Linked DNA regions of Mus musculus: all the other regions are linked to region 4. A link is a contact called in public promoter capture Hi-C data. All regions are on one chromosome and are shown on one strand. Each heading gives the region's core, a stretch centred on a gene start, on an enhancer-like site or on the middle of the called end of the contact. The rest is flanking DNA. Distances are from core to core; before and after follow the strand shown. Region 1 holds the start of Golt1b (golgi transport 1B). Region 2 holds the start of Sult6b2 (sulfotransferase family 6B, member 2). Region 3 holds the start of Gys2 (glycogen synthase 2). Region 4 holds the start of 5330439B14Rik (RIKEN cDNA 5330439B14 gene).

Region 1 (2,700 bases), core at 63-2,562, 230 kb before region 4:
TGTTACCATTACATAAAAACAAAATTAGAAAGCATGTTATATTTTGCTTAATTTTGTATTTTTAGTAATTATTTGGGTAGACGTGTAACCTGCCCAAAATTCCCTTGGAAGAACTTAGGTTTTCTGCCTATTTAAGTTTCAACAGTTTGCTAATTTTAAAGTCATTCGTACTCAGAACACAGGCTTTTTTTTGGGGTGGTGTTTTAGTTTTCTGTGTTAGGGGCCAAGGACCTCATTGTGTTCATGAACTGTTGTGAACAACTTTTTTGCTCAATCAATGACAATCTGTCACCATTACATAAAAGCAAAAAACAAACGTTTGAAAGTGTGTTATATATTGCTTAATTTTATATTTGCTAAACCTAAGAGTGCTCTCCAAAGACAGATTCTGCACCCGCCTATTCTCACTTGAACTGTTTCCTTTATCGAATTTGTACCCTTCCTGTGCATGGCTGTTAAGACAGATAAGCCCTGATTAAAGAGTAAGGACAAAACTAACGGACATTTAAGGATGGGTTTAAATCAAGACTCCTCCTTCCTCACGTATGAGAACATCTCCTTATCACTTCCTAGACTGATACTATTCTGCCCATGGACTCTAAGGTCCTGTATCATGGCAGAGCCTGAATCTCTTCACTTTTGTAAACAGCCTAGAAAAAAAAAAATGCCTTTTCCGGAACCTAAAAACAGGCGCTTTCTCTTCGCTTAGGAGAGATTCGGTCTAAGTTCATTTCCTGCCACTACTTCAAATATATATATATTTTTGGACTTTGCTGCCAATAACCTACCCCTTGCCTAAATTAGGCAACTTCACAGCAAAACATAGCGTAGCACGAAATATATCCAAGAACTAAGTTACAAAGAGGTCTGTCAGTCAAAAAACGTGAACCAGGTCCACTGTCATCAGTGCGGAAGGAAAACGCACGCTAACCCTGAGCGCATCCCTCCACCCCGCCGGCTCCACAGACGAGGCAGAAGCGCAAGCTGCGGCGACCAGGGCTCCTGAAAGCGATGGCAGAGACGACGCCCAGCTCCTATCCGCCCAGCAGACAGCCGCGGACCCACGCGCCGGAACCGGCACCACCACGAACCTGTCAGCCGCTCCGCGCGTAAAAACCTTCCCGCCGCCCGGCATGCAGCGCCCACCCTTCCGGATCAGCCCCCTCCACCAATCACAAGCCATTGCCTTCTCTGATTGGCTGCGTGGTGCGGCGTCCGGGTGCACATCCGAACAAGAGCGCGTGCTATTGGTCTCGCTGCAGCCAATGGAGCGCGGCCTTGCGGCCCGGCGGCGGCGGCTGCGTGTTTCCGGAAGACGTGGCGGCTCGGGCCCGGGCGGCGTCGCCGAGGCTCTTCTCCGGACCAGGCTTCGCAGCGTGGGCCCCGAAGCACCGCGGTCCTCGCCGCCGCCACCATGATCTCCCTCACGGATACGCAGAGTAAGCGCTGCCGGGCCCCAGCGTTGGCCGGTGCTCCCGCCTCAGCCTCTGCTCCGCCCCGCAATGAATGGAGCGAGCGCGCGTGGGGCGGCGGCCCGCGGGAGGGAGGGGGCCGTGACGGGAGGACCGCCGACCTGCCTCGGCCCAAGTGCCGCCGCCGCCTTCGCCCCGGTGGCACCCGTGCTCTGTCCCACGGAACAGCCGTCGGACCAAGTTTCCGGGGTGGCGGGAATGGGACTGTCCGCCCGCGCGGAGCGCCTGCAAGGCTGGGGTGGGCTGGGGGCGTAGAGAGCCGTGATCAGACTCCACTGTTACCTACCTACCCAAAATTCCCTTAACAAGGACTTCGGTTTTCCGCTCGTTTAAGTTTCAACCAAGTTTACTAATGTTAAAAAGTCACTTTGTGCTCTGAGCATTGACTTCGATGGTTTAGATTTCTGGGTTAGGAGCCAGGATCACACTGTAGGTTAACGAGGCTGGCCTTGCGCTCATTGTGTCAGTGCTAGCCTTCCCACTTGTAATCCTGCCCCGGTCTCTAAAGTTATGAGATTACAAGCATGAAGGACTCTGCCTGTCTGTACTGGGAAAGGATTTCTTTATTAGTGTTGTATTCTGTACTTCGTGGCGTGTTCTATTTTAGCATCCTGTTTCTGCCTATCTCATCATTCTGACCAGCTTTGCAGTCTTCAGTCTTGCCTTTTTTTTTTTTTTTGTAGCCCCAGAGATTAGAGCATCTCAGCCAAATGTTTCTGCAGACTAGCAGAGCGTTATCCCTATCTCCATCGTTTTCTCTGTGACTTCATTTTTCTATGTTTTCTTATCAATCTTAATTATTTTTCTATTTATAAATTCTACCCAAGCTGGTTACTTTTTAAAGATATCTTTATGGGTATGACCTCTTTTTGCCTCACTTTTGCTCATTACCATGAACTTTGTTTCTTCAAACTATATTCACCTTAGCTTTTCAAGATTCTAACATCCCACTGAAGTGAAACAAAAACCTTCCTTGAAGTTATTCTCAAGTGGAGTTTGAAGATTTAGATTCAAGTTGTGGCACACTGGAGTGTCACAGGTGCTTTATGAGTCCCTCCACACCCTGGCAGTCCCCTCTGTCTTACTGTGGACTGCACAGCTACCTTCTCTAGCCCAGGGGTGTTGTCTATTGGTCCAGTCAGGCTCCTTTGGTTCTAGTCAGAAATAAAAGTGTCCCTTTTTTCCCTACTGTCACTAAGTCTTGTGAACCTGTTTCAGTTTAGTGCAA
Region 2 (2,700 bases), core at 140-2,639, 190 kb after region 4:
TGTTAAGTGTACTTTACAAAGGTCTTTCTTTCTTAGATTTATTTATTTTATTAGTGGGAGTGTTTTGCCTGCAGATGTGTGTGTGTGTGTGTATCTTGTGAGTGCCTGCTGTCTACAGAAGAGGGCATCAGATTCTCTGGGATTGAAATTGAGCAGAGTGTGTGTGTGTGTGTGTGTGTGTGTGTGTGTGTGTGTGTGTGTGTTCTCAAAACCCCTGACCTTTGTGCACTTTGCTTCTTCCCACACTGATGACCCGATCTAACTGGTGACTACACTGCATAACTGACTGGACGTGGCTGCTCGTTGTTGAACACCTTAACTGTAGCCACCGTCTCTATGTGACCACTACTAAGGAAATTGTAGCAGGCAACTGGATGTTACATAACAAACAAAATTATCATAGAACTAAGTCCAAGAAAGTACAGAGTGGCATTACTTACTCAATGACACCCATGGGTGTACAACTCTGTACGAATCGATTCTGAAGTAAAACTTTAGCAGGGAAAGTATTTACGGCTCTTATTAGTGTAGATGAAAAAAGTTATAGACAATTAAGTATGAGCTGAGCAAAGGTTGTTTAGTCATCAGGACGATCTGGGCAAGATACAATGGGAATCTATCACATAGCTATTTTGCTTATTTCATATGATATATCAACATTTGTGCACCTTCATAAATCAAATGAAGAGGAAAACTTTAGCAGAGCTTCAATCATTTCACTTGAGTCTTTTTAAAGTAAGAAATCTAAATCCTTGAAAGTCATCCCCCCACCCCCAAAAAATGTCTGAGATGGAAACAAAAACAATGTTTCCATTACTGTTGCTTCTCTGTATCTTATAGAACACTAAGTAAATGGAAACAATGTTTCTACCTCTTACTGTTGCATCTCTGTATCTTATAGAACACTAAGTAAATGGAAACAATGTTTCTACCTCTTACTGTTGCATCTCTGTATCTTATAGAACACTAAGTAAATGGAAACAATGTTTCTACCTCTTACTGTTGCATCTCTGTATCTTATAGAACACTAAGTAAATGGAAACAATGTTTCTACCTCTTACTGTTGCATCTCTGTATCTTATAGAACACTAAGTAAATGGAAACAATGTTTCTATACCTCTTACTGTTGCATCTCTGTATCTTTTAGTACATTTTAGGGGGAAACTCACCAGATTTTGGGTAGGAAACCAGAAATATGTCATCTTCTCTAGCATCAAAAGAGTCCAAGGAACCAAGGAGTTCTTCTGAAGACATGGTAGAGAAGAAGATGCCCATGTACTTATGGAGGAGACTTGGCTGACTCTGGCATGACATCTTCCACTGACCCTATTAGAGGCTGTATAGTCAGCACAGTCCCTCCACAAGCCACAGACAAACCTGGCCCTTGGTCACAACCTCAGCAGAGTGGCAGAGGAATCTTGGTATCTCCAAGCTGATATTCCATGTGTCTATATATACCTTTTGCAGCTCTCTAGAAGAATAATTTTTAAACCACAACTGAGCCAATGTCTATTATAAAAGTCATGTTATCTGAATTTTTCTGATAACACAGGTTACAAAATGTGTCCTTCCACTCAGTTCAGGCTCATTTGCATAGAAAACTACCAGGCAGCCAGGAGTAATCACTGTGTTAAGATTGTACCACTATCAAATCCTTTGTCCTAAATAGGTAAAGTCTTTAGTCACTACAATGAATTATGTCACTGAAAGTAATTAAGAAAATTGGGTTTCTACAGTATAGGAAGTAGTCAGTATTTAAAGTTTGAGGGGACACAGCAACAGGGAAATAAGAATGTCTCCAGGAATTGGGAAATACTCTTGCGACAGCCTTTATGAGCTGTAGTTTAGAAGAAATACAGTGATAGTCAGAATACCACACTAAAAAGAGATTTCCTGAGAACACATGCAAACAGGAATCTGTAGAGAGAAGGAAGTTAATTCTTATCTCACTCAATTTTAGTCTTGGTTGGTAATATTACAATATTCCAGATTCAATTAGATATAGTAAAGAAATGCTCAGTTATTTCAATGAAACTCAGTTGAAAATTTGGCTTGTCTGACAATGGAAGGAACATTAATGAAGAAATGGACAAAATTTTAATCGAGTGTCAAAAATAGAGGTTATACTGTAGGGAAAATATCTGAAGAAGAAAGATGCCCATGGCAGTAACAGAAACATATACATAGTAACAGATCATATACACAGGAGATGACAGAGAATGCACTAATAGAATAAACACATGAACGGAGGACAGCAATGAAGTGTCCTGGCTTGCTGTGTTCTAGGACAAGCCAACAGAAAGCAGAGCTTGAGGGTGGGCTGCTCACTTGGTGCAGCTACGTAGCATGTAGGAAGCCAGGAATGGATGCCCAGCCACACAGACACAATGTATAGTGGTACAGATCTACAATCCCAGCACCCAGCAGGTGGAGGCAGGAGGATTGGAAATTCAAGGTCCTTTTTAAAAATAAAACTATTGGCAGGATTAATTTTTGATAGCTAATTTTTGCATAACTACCCATTGGCTCCCTTTTAGATACTTATTTTTACGTAATTAAAATATAATTATTTTAAGTCATTTCTCCCCTCCCCCTCCTCCCTCCTACCCCTTGTAGGTCCTCCCCTCCAAAATTCACACTCTCCTCTTCTTTAACTTTGTTGTTATATATACACATAAACATAAATGAATAAATGTACAG
Region 3 (2,700 bases), core at 180-2,679, 140 kb before region 4:
GAATCTTCATTCATTCTCAGCTCCCATCTTCAATTTGTAAAGGTTGTATCATTTACCCTCTCCCCTCATCTCTCTGACAGGCTTTGTATGATCTTGCAGAATTCAGGAAATCTATTCACCTGTTAATATTCCCTTGAGATTTTTAAAACAAGCATAATGGCACACACTTTTTAATCCCAGCACTTGAATCTGTAATTTTCCAGGCCAACCATAACTAAACTGTGAGTTCATGTGTCAACATCCTAAAACTGGAAGATAAATCTCTAAGAGTTGATTTTCACATAGCCTTATAAATACCTCTATTAGAAAAATCACTTAGGTTGCCTCATCCATCTTTCATTTTCAAAAGCACATTTTCTATATATGCATAGCATTGGAGAAAGATTCATTTTAATATTTCTCAGTAGAACACAATTTAAATGAAACTCTAACTTCAATCTTATCTTGAATTCTTAGAAGCATTAAACACTAATAGCATGAAGAGGTAACATTTCTGATTAGTCCTGACCACATATAGCTTTTCCTCTAAGAAAAGAATTTCTTAATTTGCTTCTTATTTATAAGGAAAATGCTCAGACAAAACAATAACTTGCCCCTTGGTCTTGCAAACTTTATATGCCCCAGTATAGGGGAACACCAGGGCCAAGAAGTGGGAGTGGGTGGGTAGGGGAGAGGGGTGGGGGGAGGGTATAGGGGACTTTCGGGATAACATTTGAAATGTAAATGAAGAAAATACCTAATACAAAATTAGAAAAAGTTTTAAAAAATTCCTACTTGGCCATGACATTCATTTACATTTCTAACATTAACAAGCCTATTCAGCCACTCACTACCCTTTTGGATTCTCTCCCTCTTCACCCCACATATAAGTTTATGTTTTCATTGCCTGTTGGAAAGAGTTTTATGACCTACAGACACCTTCAGAGCCAATGCTGCCCCATCACCACTGGAGTCCCCTATGTCTCTGGCCCACCATGGCCAGTGTTGCAAGTAGTACAAACCTTTGTTGGTCACCTCCCAAGAAACTTCAAAAAGCAGTAAGTCTTCCACAGGGAGTCTTTCAGCTTCCCACACAGGGAGCCCACCAAGGGATGTCACCGACAAGGAGCGGCCTCTGAGCATTCTTCTTCCAGCTGTGTGGTGCCGTTTGGGACCTGATTCAGCTGACTGCAGTCAGCACTGAGAAAAAGCAGCAGCCTTGGGATAGCCTCTACAGGGTGAGCCAGCAATCTGAGGTCACATGAACCCAGCGCAGCTGGATGAAGCGTGCCCAGCTCCTTGCTGCCTTTCAGGAGAGGGCAGTGCCTCACAGTTATAATCCACACAGACACCCAAAAACAAAAAAAACAAGACAAAACAAAACAAAAAATCGCAGCTGAAACCTGACTATTCACAGCAGGGCAGGTAGCCAGAGGACAGACTGAGCATGACAAGAGTCCAGTCCTTTGGCCTTTGGCCTTTAGACCAAACTCCTACACTCTCTGGATGCTTATTTTGTCATTGGCAGAAGCACAAGCAGGAGTTTCCCTCAGACACAAGCAGTTTTCCACAGACTGCACGGTGGTGCCTAGAGTCTACCCCAGCCTGTGCCTAGCTGTGCTCTTCCCTCTGCCTCTCCTTATCTAGAACTCTGAGTTTTATTCCCACTTATTTTATTCTAAATGTACAAGCTGGATTGTGGTGAGAGGCCAGATCTCGATTCTCCTTAAATGCTGTACTTTTTTGGTATACAAAGGCATAAACCACGGTGTCTTTCTGCATAGCACATAAAGAATGTGTCATTTTGGTTGATTGGTTGATTGTCAATCCCTATCTTAATGGCTAAAGAGAAATGAATTTTAGTTCCGTTCATGGATTTTAAATGTCAAGTATTATGGGATTGATAGTATTTCATAATTCAGTGCTCAGGAAAGTATTGAAATATGGGGGAAAGTTGCAGAAGAGGTTAGGATCTGAACTTTCACCATAATGATGATTACATCATCAGTAAAGGCCGTGCACCGCCTTTTCTGTATTTGTCAGTGTACAACTATGTATGTGCTTGTGTGTTTGCCCATACAGACAAACACCACCTTCCACACTCTAATATTCCCAAAAGACAACTACAAGCATGCTTGATTTTTAACCATGTTCTTTACAAGTTTAGCTTGCTATCAACATGCCTACATTAATAGGCCTTTTTTTTTTCTTTCAGAAAATGATAATTGTCCCAAGTATTCTTCTTGTTTGAATTTTAAGAATTCGGGCCAGCGAGAGGGTGCAGCAGGTGAAGAGCTTGCGGCCAAGCCTGATGACCTGGATTTGATCCTGGGACCCACATGACAGAAATAGATAGCCAGCTCCTGCATGTCATCATCTGACCTTCATGCATGTGTGGTGGTACACATAAGCAGTCACACACATACCACCTGCAAAAGAAATGCAATAGAGGAGCTGGGCGTGGTGGCGCACACCTTTAATCCCAGCACTCGGGAGGCAGTGGCAGGAGGATTTCTGAGTTTGAGGCCAGCCTGGTTTACAAAGTGAGTTCCAGGACAGCCAGGGCTACACAGAGAAACCCTGTCTCAAAAAACAAACAAACAACAACAACAAAACAAACAAACAAACAAAACAAAAAGAAAAGAAAAAAAAGAAATACAATAGAAAAATTTAAAAATAGAATTTTTAAAATTCTCACAAAAACTAAATTGTTAATACAGT
Region 4 (2,700 bases), core at 131-2,630:
TGTATCAATGTATTTTATGACCACTCTTGAACTTGGGAGTCTTCATTTTGACCCCTTTAAACTTCTTATATCATCTACCTTCTCTGGTTATGGGTTTGTTTTGTTTTTTTTTTTTAAATCTGCATCTGGTTGGAGATACAAATAATCTACAGCAGGGACTTAGATTAACTTGACAAACCCTACAGTCGCCTGGCTAGAGAGTTCCAGTGAGGGGTTATCTACACTGGGTAGTCCTTGGGCATGTCTGTGGGAAACTGTGTCCATTAAGTTAATTGATGTAGAAAGTCCTATACCACTGTGGGCAGTGCCACCCCCTAGGCAGGGGGTGTAAGAGTAGAGGAAGCAAGTGCGTGAGATTGTATTGCCCCCCCCCCCCTCTCTCCCTCTCCCTCTCTCTCTCTCCCTCTGCCCTTGACGGTGGTTATGATAGGACTAGTTCTTTAAAGTTTCTTCCTTGACTTCCCACAATGAGGGAGGCTAAGCAGGAATTGTAAGCTGAGATAAGCCCCTTTCTTCCCTCACTTGTGTTTTGATAGCATATTTTATCACAGCAACAAATCAAGCTAGACTTGCATACTAGGGCAATTCCGGCGCCTTCATTGTTATTTTAGGGACACGTCCATGAGGTACATGTTCTTATTCTTACTTTATAAGTGAAGAGGGATCTGGCACAGCAAGAACTTAATCTGGGACATGAAGTCCATACTGTGCCAGAGTCTGTGCTTATTCCTGTGTGTCACACAGGAGAGAAGACAGCAGTAGATGACTTAGTGGCTGACAGTTTTGTACTAACGTAACCCTCCATTGGCTTAAAACAAAAAAATCCACCTTCCCTTACAAGCTTGTCTGGATCAGTGAAGGACATCAGTGTACCTGGTCACTTGTCTTACAAAAAAAAAATGGCATTGTATAAATATTTACTATCCTGTGAACTTAGGTAGTTCGGAGGGTATAGAGAACACAGAGTGATTTTTGCTTTGGGGGCATTTTTGTGTGTGTGTGTGTGATTAGCTACAACATGAAAATAAATTTCATTTGGAACAAAACCAAACCTGATCTATTTTAAAGTCCAGTCAATGGAGGCCTGGTCCTGACTCTCCGTAGAAGGCTAGTTCCACCAAACATCTGCCTCTCCACGCGAAGCCTCCTGTCTGTTTGGTTTCCATTACGAAATCGCACAAGGAACATAATGAACGTACCGTCCTGACCTCCAGCCATCTGTTGGCTGCTGAGAGAAATAAGTAGGCAATGTTGTTCGTGTCTGTCAGCTCCAGCATGCGTTGCTTGAATCTGGTTTCATGCCTACAGAAAACAAAGACACCACAATGTTAGTCACCTAACAGGAGAATTAGAAAAAGCCAGTCACTGTTAACTACTGAATGGTTTGTAACAGAGTGACACATGGATGGGATGCGTGACAGGCGAGTGGACTCCAGAGTTGCTCTGCTGAGTTCTGGATAGAGTCCAAGAGGGCAAGTGTTTGCTCCATTTTCATGCTACAGCTATGAAAAGAAGCCATTGCGATGACAACTCTTCATTAAAAGTCACCACAGTATTGATGGATCCAATGTTGTGAGACTTGGCCTATGCCATCCGGGCTACAGAAATCACAGTATGTTCTACCTGTGTTTGAGGCATTTATTTCATTTTTCCAAATGATGTTGAGCTGGGCTGGATGAGAACCAATGGAGACAGAAAACCATACATTTACAACAGGTAAATATATCCCTTCAAATATATTCTTTTTCTTTGGCTCTTTTTTTTTTTAACCAAAGAAAGAAAGTAGGGTGCCAAGGAGCAGAAGATAGAGGGATCTTCTCACAGATGGCTGGCACAGCACAGGGTCTGTTTGCAGTGACCCTGTGAAAGCGAAGGAGATTTACTTTGGGTGATCTGAATAGAGACAGAGGGTGGGGAGAGGGAAGGGTCAAGCCAGGCTTCCCAGAGCACAGAAAAGATTGTCTTGGTATAGCTTTAGGGGTGAAGCTGGGTTTTGAGGGTGAACAAGGCACTGTAAATACTCTGAGTGGCATCAGAGAAAATCCTCCATCCTCTAGGGTTGGGAGATTTCTCACCCTAATAGTCGTGGTGATGGAGAGACATCAGATGTCCATGGGAAACTTAGGCTCATCCCTGTTGCTCAACATGATCAAACACAATTCTGTGTGGCTTACTTTACTAGCAGAACTAGCAATAACCTTCAACAAGCGTATGTCCTGTGTGAGCACGTCTCACCCTATACTTCCAACCCCTTGCACTACCATGTACAATGAATATATGCCATAGAAAGTTTGTTTTAAAAGTTAAGAAGACCCTTAAGCACTTGAACATCCTGGGTATGATTTCACACATACACACTAAAAAGAAAAAGAAACATATCTCTTCTACGTAACAAACATATCCTGACTTTGTAATCACTTTCCTTAAATAATAGACAAAACAGAGCTGACAAGCAACTGGTTTGAAAGTTGGTGCCATACCCAGCTGAGTTAGCTTCTTTCCTCCCTGTGGCCACAGCTGTTCTGACATAAGCCATCTATAGGTCATTTTGTAAGGAATTACTGACCCACTCACTAGTGAGCCCTACTTGCTAAAAGAATCCCCCCATTCCTGTAAAATCTTCCAGTAAAATTGCAAAACTTTTAAATAACTCATCACTTGTATCAAAGAACGAAGAAGTCCTGGGCGGGGTACATTTGG

Evidence for each region. Promoter capture Hi-C pulls out the DNA fragments that hold promoters and counts their contacts.
Region 1: a contact with region 4 is called in a promoter capture Hi-C map of hippocampal neurons, with 4 times the contacts expected there. The contact joins the promoter of Golt1b here to the promoter of 5330439B14Rik in region 4. A contact is called at or near these places in 2 of 39 promoter capture datasets (hippocampal neurons and liver).
Region 2: a contact with region 4 is called in a promoter capture Hi-C map of embryonic stem cells, with 4 times the contacts expected there. The contact joins the promoter of Sult6b2 here to the promoter of 5330439B14Rik in region 4. A contact is called at or near these places in 11 of 39 promoter capture datasets (the 3T3-L1 cell line, 3T3-L1-derived adipocytes, cranial neural crest and 7 more) and 1 of 9 other capture datasets (adipose tissue).
Region 3: a contact with region 4 is called in a promoter capture Hi-C map of stem cell-derived epiblast-like cells, with 3 times the contacts expected there. The contact joins the promoter of Gys2 here to the promoter of 5330439B14Rik in region 4. A contact is called at or near these places in 8 of 39 promoter capture datasets (cranial neural crest, embryonic stem cells, hematopoietic stem and progenitor cells and 3 more) and 1 of 9 other capture datasets (adipose tissue).

What each region holds. Positions count from the first base shown.
Region 1 is chr6:142,385,931-142,388,630 of GRCm38.p6, forward strand. Golt1b (golgi transport 1B) reads left to right here and starts at 1,313. Exons shown (of 5, transcript NM_025872.4): 1 at 1,313-1,439. The coding sequence starts at 1,415. Recql (RecQ protein-like) reads right to left here and starts at 1,157. Exons shown (of 15, transcript NM_023042.3): 1 at 1,092-1,157.
Region 2 is chr6:142,803,077-142,805,776 of GRCm38.p6, forward strand. It overlaps Sult6b2 (sulfotransferase family 6B, member 2), which reads right to left and starts at 1,390. Exons shown (of 6, transcript NM_001145390.1): 1 at 1,170-1,390. The coding sequence starts at 1,314.
Region 3 is chr6:142,471,680-142,474,379 of GRCm38.p6, forward strand. It overlaps Gys2 (glycogen synthase 2), which reads right to left and starts at 1,430. Exons shown (of 17, transcript NM_145572.2): 1 at 1,002-1,430. The coding sequence starts at 1,122.
Region 4 is chr6:142,613,215-142,615,914 of GRCm38.p6, forward strand. 5330439B14Rik (RIKEN cDNA 5330439B14 gene) reads left to right here and starts at 1,381. Exons shown (of 2, transcript NR_037679.1): 1 at 1,381-1,716. It overlaps Abcc9 (ATP-binding cassette, sub-family C (CFTR/MRP), member 9), which reads right to left. Exons shown (of 40, transcript NM_011511.2): 31 at 1,200-1,302.